Linked DNA regions of Mus musculus: all the other regions are linked to region 1. A link is a contact called in public Hi-C data. All regions are on one chromosome and are shown on one strand. Each heading gives the region's core, a stretch centred on a gene start, on an enhancer-like site or on the middle of the called end of the contact. The rest is flanking DNA. Distances are from core to core; before and after follow the strand shown.

Region 1 (3,597 bases), core at 708-3,207:
CAGTGTAACAAAAGCGACTGGTGTGCTTGATCCAAACAGGACGTTTCCTTTTCTTTTCTTCCATCAGCATGATCTGCAGACACATAGTCTTGGCCCTGAGCGGCAGCGGCGTGCAAAGGACCTGACACATCGGAGCACAGGAGCTTTAGAGAGGACTTGGGTTTTTTGTTCTCCTTCCTGGCTGAGGGAGCAGAGAGATGAATGGCCTCCCACAGAGAGGCTGGCACACTGCTTTCTGTAATTCCTACCTCTTTGAAAGGCCGTCCTTCCATAGAGCAAGCCTGTTTTGTGCAAAATGGCAGGGATGAGAGCTCACTGTGTTTGAACAAAACAGGTTCCTGGGCGTGGAGCAATCGGGATGATTTGCTTAGAGAAACTGAAATCTACACCAGACAGAGGAGCAACGATGGCATCAAATAGATTTCTCTTTCTTGCGATACCCCCTGTATCATTTGGCATGCCCTAACTGTGTCCTTGGCTTTCAGGTGCTTGTTCCAAAAGAAGGCCGATGGTGCAAGAGGTTGAATGTTTCCTTTTCACACACAAGCTGTTTGTAGTGCTAGCTTTACAGAGCTGGGTGACAAACTCAGCTTCCTGCACGCCAGGCAAGTGTTCTCCCGCCTGCTCCCTTCCAGTCATCACTGTTGGTGGGGGATGTTAGGAGACTGGGGCTCCCAGGTGTTGCTGTCTGCACACACCCTGTTGAAGCAGCTAGACAGTGTTTAAGCAGTAAAGATCCCTACGCAGCTTTGTTCTTTGATGGATACTGACTGGAATCCTAAGGAGCTTGGAACTTGGTGTCTCCAGAGGGGAAGCACCCTACGCCGCATGCGTTTCTGACACCACTCAGAGTACCTTTCTCAGGCTGTGCTGGCTAAGGCAGGCAAGGTTTGAATCATTTAAGCAACTTTTATTGAGATGGAAAACCATCCATCTCACTGCTGTTCTTCTCTGCGTTGGATGTTTCAGCAATCGATTTTAGCAGGGCCTGAAGGTTTCAGTAAGAGAAGGATGTATCCTTTTCCTTCCATCCGACCTTTCTGTTTTTCCATCCATCAGAATAAAGTAGGGACCCAACCTGAATATGCAATGGAAACAGTTCCCTAAGAACAAAAAGGTGGGGTCCAGCTTTGCTGCAGCAAGGTCTCCCTCAGGACAGCAGTGCTGTGGAAAGGTCCCCAGAGTGCCCTGCCTATGACAATAGGGCCTATGCAGACATTCTACTTGTTTCCTTTGATTAAGTCATGCTGTGGGAGATTCACCCTCTCATATGCAGGAATCTTCCCTTCCTCTATAAAATTAAAATCCTTTTAGCTAGGAGAGTGCGCCATGTAATTACCTTACACATGGTAAGCCCCAGTCCCTTCCTGCCATTCACACTTACCATGCTCACGGCCTTCAGTACTGCGTGTTCCAGGGAGCCCTCATTCAGCTCAGGAGGGATAGCTAGCTCTGCTTCTGCTCCTGGCATCATGGGGACAGATGGGACATTTGGTAGATGGGCTGGGTGCTCTGGTCGTGACCGCCTCTTCCATGGAAATACGGGCAGAGGACAGTACATCCTTCAGAGAGCAGCAGGCAGTGCTGGCCTCCAGCCCCACTGGCTTCTAACACAGCAATACGGCTGGCAGGAGCCGGGCTTCATTCCTAGCCAAGCCTTTCACCATGTAGCTCCATGAATTCAGTATTTCTGGACTGAGGCTTCCCATGCCATATCTCTCTCAATTCTCCCCGGCCAAAGCTCCCTGTCACTAATTACAACACCAAATAATACACAGCTCGCTGCTTTGCACTAATAAGACCAGCATCTAAGCTGCGGGTTGAACCAAGCACCGCCGCTCCTTGATATAAATTCTCGGATCCTGTCTTTTCAAAGAAAAGTCTGTTTTCCACCTTCCTCCTGAGGCTGTGGAGTAGTAATTGTCCCTGCTTTTCATGCTTTTGTGGAATGTCAGGGGAGGAGGGGCTGTCAGACTGCTGCTAGTCTGCGCCTGCAGCTTACCAAGAGCAAGCCGACCTTGATTCAGGTTCTAAAATAAGAGCTAACCCCTTCAGTTCATTTGCATCCTCAGAGCACTAACTGCTGCTTAATTGGTAAGAAACATAGGAAGTGAGGTGTGGAAGGCATGAATCTAAGCGCTCTTTCATGCAAGTTTATGGGAAAAGAAAGAAAGATGGAAAGATCCAGGCCCTCCCCTGGGAAAGGTATTTATAAGTCAGCTATATTTATTCAGCACCCATTCTTGACAGCCTGGTGGCTTCAGTTGTCTGAATTGTATGTTTATTCAACCATTAACAGTATTTATAATACAAAAGGATGAATTTCCTTTTTTAAAAAAAGCTATGTGCAGGGGAGTCGTCCCCCTCTGTGGAGAAGGGGAGAAGGGTGGAGGAGGTCTGGTGAGAGCCAGGACCCAGAGGAGAGGGAGAGGGGAAGATGTGACTGGGTTGCAAAGTAAATAACTAAATCAAGGAATGAAACAAACTAACTAAGCCAGAGTGTGGCACCTGTTACTTTTTGGATCTTTCTAGTTGTTTCCTATCAGCTTCTCAGTGGCTCTGCCCTAATGATCTGGCACCCTCCCTTTCTTCTCCTGGCAGCTTTTCTGTTCATCTCAGGCCCCATTGATGCCCCAGTGAAGATAAGCCAAAGAAAGTGGAAGGGGCTGAGGACCTTCTTGACCAGGAAGCTGCCAGGGCAGAAAATGTCAGGTAAAAGAGGAAGAAAAGGAAGTGAGAGAGGAGGAAAAGGAAGTGAGAGGAGGGAAGGAAAAGAGGAGGAAAAAATCCAATGGGAAAGGGGAGGGCAGGAAGGGTTTATTTGCATCACTCGCCTAGGGATGGTACTGCCCATAGTGGGCTGGGCTCCTACACCAACGGACACTCAAGAGAACGCCCCATAAACATAGCCTCAGGCCATTTCTTATGGAGACAGTTGCTTAACTGAGGTTTCCTCTTCCCAGATGTGTCAAGTTAGAACTAATTATGACAGAAGGGAAGGAAGAACGGGGGATGTGGGAGTACACATGAAGGGGGAAGAAGAGGAAAAGCTGATGGGAACTAAGATAAGGAACTAAGAGGGAAGAGAAGGGGCGGGAAGAGGAGCAGGTGTGACCATAGTCACAGTAGTGGTGGTTGTATTGGTCCACCATGGGCTTCTCTCCTCTGACTCTGGAGAATAACAGAATGAACTCATCAGTATATCCTGGCTGTTGCCTGTACCTGGCACATAGTAGGTGCTTTGTATATAGCAGCTGGGTGTGTAAGACATTTTGCATGTTAGGTGACTTTGGTCTCTCGAGGGACAGCTATTTTCATGGCTTAAAGGGAGAGACAATGTTGGTTCTTGGCCTTTCGAGTTTTTAGACTCTTCCCACAGCTTTCTTAGGCCAGTGGCTGTTTCTGTTGTGTGTTTATTTTTCTAACAGAGATTGCAAATCATTTGGGGGTAAGTGGACACTCCTCTCCATGCAGGGGGGTGTGGAAGAGTGCTTTTCCATTTCATTCTACCATATCCCTAAGAGAACAAACAGTCCCAGCACAGGCAACAGCCAGAGCTACACGGCCTGCCAACAGGCTCAGCCTCTTCACTGGTAC
Region 2 (3,235 bases), core at 654-3,153, 160 kb after region 1:
AGTCCCAAGTACTTCCCAGAACTGTGATTCTCCCACAGGCAAGCCTTGTTCTCTTCTTCTCTGACCCTTCATGCACTATGACTAGGATAAAAGAAGAAGACAGGAAGACAAGAGTCGTCTCTAGGTGTGGGCTGGGTGGCTGGGGCACGAGGTACAACCGGAGGCAGGACATCCTGCTCTGTGCCTGGCCAGATGATGCACTTGGCTTATTGGAGATCTGGCCTCTCCTTGTCTGTGAATTCCATGAAAGAAGAACACAGGAGTCGGAGTGTTTACAAAAAGGAGAAAATTGTACAGGGTATGTCAGTCACAGAGGTCTTATCTTCAGGTTCTGCTCTGTTTACCTCATCCACCCTTTGATACACCTTCTTTCTTCTCTATTTGTGAGATATAATGGCAATTTAAAAATGTATTTTAACAGACCTTTAGTGATGTTAGGTCTAATACCATTCTACTCCAAGAGTCAAACATCCTGTCTTAATGTTTAAATTATTCTCTAACTGAAAAAGCTGAGGTTTTAGTCAAGTCATTTTTGAACTAATTGTCACAAAAGGAGCTCTGTATAGGTGTGGTAGGGTAGGGTAGGGTAGGGTAGGGTAGGATAGGGAAGAGAAGGGAAAGGAAGGGAAGGGAAGGGAAGGGAAGGGGAGGGGAGGGGAGGGAAGGGAAGGGAAGGGAAGGGAAGGGAAGGGAAGGGAAGGGAAGGGAAGGGAAGGGAAGGGAAGGGAAGGGAAGGGAAGGGCCAGCAATCCTGAGGCAGATTAAACTTTGACAGATAATTTTCCCAGCACGCCACGCTGCTATTCAGGGTCATTTTCACTGGAAGGAATCCCTGAATCAAAGGGTTCAAGTTTTGTTCCTCGCAGGAATCCCCCATATAGTTCAAGGGAGGAAATCCCACCTCAGGCTTTTCCTAGATGGAGAAAAGGTGCCCTTCCAATCATACCTTAGGAACCTCAAGACCCGCACTACCCAGGAAACAGCTCCCCTCTACCTCCTTTTCCCAGGCATGTCTGGGGTCGCCTGGTGTTAGACCCCACCCCTACCCTCTTCTCGGAGCACTTTGCTTTCAGCGCCCATTCTACTGAGTGGCAACATAGTAACATTCTCAAGTTGTTTATGGCCACAGAGTCTGGCTTAGTGAGATGCTCCTTAGAAAATAGTGGAGTGAATTTATGGGTACTTACAGGGGAGAGCTGGATTCAACATTGCTGTTTCTGTCACGATTATTTCTGGCATTCTTCCTGTGCTGTGCTACTACATAGGGCACAGGGGTGAGAGATCTCAGTGGTCAGAGTGGAACTAAATTCAAAGAGTTAGAAGTCCTTTAACTAGACTGTCCAATGAAATAAGAGGGATGGAGGGAGAGAGGGAGGGAAGGAGAAAAGGAGGGAGAGAGACAGAGACAGAGGAAGGCAGAGAGACAGAGACAGAGGCAGAGACACAGAGAGAGAAGGAGCAAGAGCTGTTCTGGATTGGAACCCAGTGCGTCGTGCTGGGTCTCCACTGCCAACCTTCCTTCTCTCAGGTTGTGAAAACCAGCTGAGGAGTCTTGAGTGAGGAGAACACACTTGTTTTCCAATATGGCTATTTACAAGGGCTGCAAGTGATTCCTCGATGGCATCCAAACACCCACCACCCCCAAACCCCCAAAATGAATCTACCAGCTAACACCTAGAAGGAATTTAGTCAATATCTACTGACCCAACTTTATTACAGGGTAGCTGGCGAGACTCTGGATCCACACAGCATAAAGTTCAAGATGAATGTGATGCTTTAAAACTATCCAGCGCCTACAGAAGGACAGTAAAATAATGTTCCCAAGAGATAGGAGGAAAAGAGGGAGGGGGACTGTTGGCTATGCAATTCTCAGACTGGCTTCAGATTACACTGGGAGAGAAGGAAAAGGTTCCGTGTTTGCTGAAGTCTCTCAGAATTGTTTGCTTTGGCTGCAAACAGCAAGCAGAGTCGGGATTATCTTGGGAAATTTTCAAGAAATTTAAATTTAAAACAAAGGGCTTCTTTTCTTTCTTCTTCTTTTTTTTTTAAATAAAGAATAGGGGTCAGTCTGTTTACCTCATGTAGACAGATGGTTGTGTTTATGCACTTAGAGGAGTAATGCAGAGAGTGATTCCAGAGTTCCAGATGAGGCGCATTTGCCAAGAAAATGCTTCCGGTTGGCAGAAGGCAGAAACCCGTATTGGGTAAATATTTAGCAACACACAAGAATTTTAACACTAATATCTCATTTGTAGTGGAGTATGCTTTATGGCCTGCTGAAATCTCTTTCCCCGTTCTGTTTCACAGTCAATGATAAAAACCAAAACACAGTCACCTGTCTCCTGCACCTGTGCCTCCGCACTGCAAACTGGCTGCAGCAGTGGAAAGTGGCCTGAGAGAGAGAGAGAGAGAGAGGGCCCTTCCCACTGTCCGGCTCTGGGCTCTGGGTTCACAGACAACTGTTGGGATAGCAACAACAAAAATCTGCTAAAATAATTTTTTTTCTTATTCTGGTCTGTACAACCAACAGTTCCAGCTGGATCTCAGTGGCTGCCTCCAGCCAAAATGTGAGTGTGTGGGCTCAGCTCTGAGGCATTTGATAGTATTCCCGCGTAAGGGAGGGACGAGGCCGCCACCAGCTGGCTTCGTGCGGGGGCCATGTGCTAAGTGTGTCACCGGGCACGGAAAATACAAAGAATGGGCTCTTTTCCAAATGAGCTTACGGCATGTGGGCAGACAGGAACCCACAAACACACGTGTGCTGAGGTAACTCCCTCGGTCACGGGCTGCAAATTCAGATGTCTCCGTGGGTGGCAACTCGTGGAAAGGAGTGACATCGGAGCTTGCCGTGTGCATAACAGGAACTCTAGAGAAGCAGGGTGTAAACACAGACTGACACTCTGTGCCAAGTGCCTGTGGGGGTCTTCTCTTTACCTGCCTGTGACCCACGAGCATCCCGGAACAGTGCCCGGAGGAGCTGCCCGCACTTTCTATGCAGAGCAAAGCTTCCTCTCCTGAGTCCTCGTGTACTTGAGGCCCAGGCGCACAGTGAGGCAGCGCATGCGCAAAGGCCACACCATGGGCATCAGCGGGCCGCACTGTGATGTGCTGGGGCTTAGCGGCTGAGCCCTGAGGAGCCAGTGGTCTGGATTTCCTCCCACAACGAAAGATACTGCCACACTGGTGTAAGCACCCTCACCATCCTGCCCTTGAACACATCTCTCCTTAAGACTCT
Region 3 (3,492 bases), core at 91-2,590, 250 kb after region 1:
TTCAGAAGGGTATTGATTTTGCCACTGAAGTGTGACTAAAGGGATAAATAAACTGCTCCCGGGGTCAATCGATCCATTTATCTTCACTGGTATTTTATAAAAAGTCAAAGTAGCATAAACTTTGATAAATAAATGTTATCGTGACAGAAATATTGCTGACATAAGGACCTGAAGGAAGAAAGAACAGACAATCGCGATGCTTGAAAGCCACACAATTGGCTTAACATGTTAGCACTTCCACTAACAGCTACTCACACACAAATAGCCCCTTCAGCTGTTCTACATAATCTGTGGCCCACACAGCTAAGACACACAGGCAGGGCATCACATCCTTGTGAAATGAAAGGAGGAGGCAGAGAGAAGGGAGTGATTTCCACACCCTGCTTAACTAGAAATAAACTGTTAAGAATATCCAAAACAGACACATGGCTCTGGATAAGGCCAAGGTACGTTTTGGGATGGCGGAGTGACTCGGGTTTCAGAAATCAGGATCGGGCACAATCTGAAGTGGCTTTTTAGGGCTTCCACTCAACAGCAGCACAATGATCCCTTAAAGATTCCAATGTGAGGCCAGCACACTCACAACCTAGTGCTGTGATAGGATGGGAAGGCCCCAGAAGAATCTTAATTCAAGTGTGGGAGAAGTGGGAGCTCTGTGAAGAGGCTGTAGCTTACCATGAGAAATTACATCTCAGTGCTTGGCTACAGTGTGCCCAGACAGCATTGCCATCCAGTGATGAATCCAAGCCGTGATGAAGGCAGCACCTGGGCTGGTACTGATCCATCACCAGTTAAAAGTTGAGTTAAAATTACCATTCCCCAGGGGACAGCCAGCTTCTGGGATGCAGAAACAGCTAACAGATTGCACATTTGACTTGGACCTCAAAGGGCTTTCAAACTCAAAATTTTACCTCAGTCCTAAGGCAAAGCCTTTGGGTCCTGGACAACCCTGCCCTTCCTGTTGGTCACTATCAAGGGTCCACTCAGGAGCCTTCCATTTCTTCCTTCCTCCACCCAGATTCTGGGGCTGCTGCTGCCTCTAGAGTCCTGCCCAAGGAGGCCTTTCTCAGGGACTCAAGAGGAAGCCCTGCTCAGCACTTGGCGAGTCTCGAATCTCCTGCAGGCTGGTGCGGTGCCCAGCAGGACACAGTAGGCACTTGATACAATGGCATTTACTGACTGGAAGTGTCTGGGTGGCCAGACTGGGCCTGGGATTCTGTTAAGGTCACAGGATGTTGGCAATGTGGCTCTAAGCAGCTGCAAAAGCTGAGCTGGGCACGAACAGAGTGGTAGCCATGGGTACCGTCAAAGAGGGAAAGCCCATGACGAAAGGCTGTCTGGCAGGTTTGGACTGTCTCCACAAAATGGGGCTGGCGCGTTCTCGTGACAGCCGGCCACTAGACAGAGTGAGCCCCAGAGCTCACAATGCGGAGCATTTTCCTCACCCTCCGTGAGAGCCTCCAGTGCAACTTAGCTGCAGACCCTGAAAAATCAACACCTCCACATTGTGTGAAACAGTGGGCATGTGCACATGTGTGCTGTGCATATGTGCATGTGTGCACACACATTTGTAATGGGGCTTTGGATTTACTGTGAAAAGTTTCCCTGATATTCCTGACACTGTAGCGGGCAGTTTGATACTATTCGCACTTAGCAAACCAACTACTAATAGTAATAGGTTAGTTAGACCTGAAGTCTGAGCTCCCACAGCCAGGAACTCTTGGCTAGACAGTATCAAACTGAATTCTAAATCGCTACTTCTATAACTGCAGCTTAGTGTAGGTCTTCATAGCTCTTGGACCATTTCAGGGAAGTTTCCTTATAGTTAAAGCAAGATCTCACAACTGGTCAAATATATAGCGATGTAGAGTGATCTTCCACAACTGGGACTTGTCTATCACACCCCTTCCCACAGAAGAGGGGACACAGGACTTTAAGACATGGGAGGTCAGGGAGGACCACTGAAACAGCTGTCTCTGGACATGACAGGACCACTGAACTTGTGAAATCTCAGCAGCCGTGGCTGCTCACAAGACCCAGTAAGAGCAAGCCGATCAGCATTCTAGCACAGAGCGGGAAGAAAGCTCGGGAGGTGAAGAGCTCAGCCTAGAGTCATAGACAGGTGGTGGATTATAGGGAAGGGGAGTGGTTGCTTTAAAGGTGTAGCCTCTAGTAGTTAGACCACACTCCAGTAGACACCCACAACCATAAGTACAGGAACCCGGTAGGCTGTTGTCTGTTGTTTGTTTGCTTCTTTGTTAAGAGAGGACACAGAAAGTTAAGGGGTGGGGAGGAGTTACCCACATCTAAAATTCTGAAAAAATAATAAAAAATATTATACTTAAAAGAAGGTAAGTTGTCTTTGGTTGCTTTTCTCCTCTCTTTCCCCCCTGTCCATTTTTCTGAGCATCCCTGACATGTCTCTCCAGTGATGTACATGGATGATCCCTGCCCTCTAGTCCTCATGGACAACTTTCTCAAAGAGGCTAGAGAGCACCGAAGCCTCACCTGCACTCGGGTTCCCAGTGTCTCCACGGCTTTCCTGACCCTCCAGTAGACCCGCCCTGCAAGCCATGCTAGCTTTAATTAAACCCACACTCTCCCCTCCCCTGTCCTCTCCCTCTATCCTCTCTCTTTTTCCTCCTCTTCTTCCTCTCTCTTCCCTCCCTCTCTCTCCTCTCTCTTCTTCCTCTCCCCCTCTCCCCATGGACCAAGGTAAATCAAGTCTCAATGACAAACCTCAAGATATAGACATTTTCCTATATTGTGGTCTCTAATTAGGGAATGGTACTTACTCCCTCGCATCTGCCTGGCTGGGAACCTAGAGTCTGTCTGTCCCACCACACTGTACCTCATCCCCTAGCAGGCCTGAAGACCTGTCTTCTCCACAGAAGCCTCACTCTTCCTGCTCTGTCATGTGCCTCAGACATAATAGGCTGGTCTTTCCATAGGTAAAAGGCAGATGACCTCAGATTCGAACTCTCAGAACCGTAGGCCAAAATTGCCTTTCATCTTTATAAGTTAAATACCTCAAGTATTTTATCATAGTAACACAAAGCTGACTGGTACATATCGATTTTCTCGCTGAAGCCATAATAATCTTTCCAGGAGACCCATCTCATTTTGCCAGTTCCCTACTCAAGGTACTTTGACAGCTGTGCCCTTAAAACAAAAGGCCAACTGCTTGTCAGAGCTAAGAAAGCCCTTTAAGAGGGCATGGAGTCCTCTTTGAATTCTTGTCACCCCATATTCAATCTCTTCCTGATTACACCCACATTTTCAGATTTTTTTTTAAAGCTGACTCTCCATTTCTCCACATTGCTTAAATATCTGCTTGGGTATAATATTTTGCCTATCTGACATACCGGTCCTTTACTAACTGTTCGTACCAAGTCCTACATGTGGCAGCCATTAATGTTGCTCATCAAATACAGAATTCAGACACACGTGAAAGAACATTTGCTCCTCACTGTCGGGAGGCAGAGGCAGGAG

The links. A called contact is a pair of places that touch in the nucleus more often than the background predicts.
Region 2: a Hi-C map of cerebral cortex shows a contact between it and region 1, with 2.1 times the contacts expected there. The contact joins two enhancer-like sites. A contact is called at or near these places in 1 of 484 Hi-C or Micro-C datasets (cerebral cortex), 1 of 115 datasets of contacts at active chromatin or transcription factors (embryonic basal ganglia) and 2 of 9 other capture datasets (adipose tissue and embryonic stem cells).
Region 3: a contact with region 1 is called in a Hi-C map of astrocytes, with 2.0 times the contacts expected there. The contact joins two enhancer-like sites. A contact is called at or near these places in 5 of 484 Hi-C or Micro-C datasets (the P5424 cell line, astrocytes, embryonic fibroblasts and 2 more) and 1 of 115 datasets of contacts at active chromatin or transcription factors (astrocytes).

What each region holds. Positions count from the first base shown.
Region 1 is chr1:38,198,469-38,202,065 of GRCm38.p6, forward strand. The region is part of intron 15 of Aff3 (AF4/FMR2 family, member 3); the gene reads right to left. Among named protein-coding and RNA genes, the nearest start is that of Gm16150, 19 kb to the right of the region's middle. Within about 2 kb of position 1,958, at least 40 of the 459 cell types and tissues checked have an H3K27ac peak or open chromatin away from gene starts, as enhancers often do. A contact at or near this core is called in astrocytes and cerebral cortex, where this site is marked.
Region 2 is chr1:38,356,243-38,359,477 of GRCm38.p6, forward strand. All of the region lies in intron 5 of Aff3 (AF4/FMR2 family, member 3), which reads right to left. Among named protein-coding and RNA genes, the nearest start is that of Gm16150, 140 kb to the left of the region's middle. Within about 2 kb of position 1,904, at least 33 of the 459 cell types and tissues checked have an H3K27ac peak or open chromatin away from gene starts, as enhancers often do. A contact at or near this core is called in cerebral cortex, where this site is marked.
Region 3 is chr1:38,449,626-38,453,117 of GRCm38.p6, forward strand. All of the region lies in intron 4 of Aff3 (AF4/FMR2 family, member 3), which reads right to left. Among named protein-coding and RNA genes, the nearest start is that of Aff3, 180 kb to the right of the region's middle. Within about 2 kb of position 1,341, at least 56 of the 459 cell types and tissues checked have an H3K27ac peak or open chromatin away from gene starts, as enhancers often do. A contact at or near this core is called in astrocytes, where this site is marked.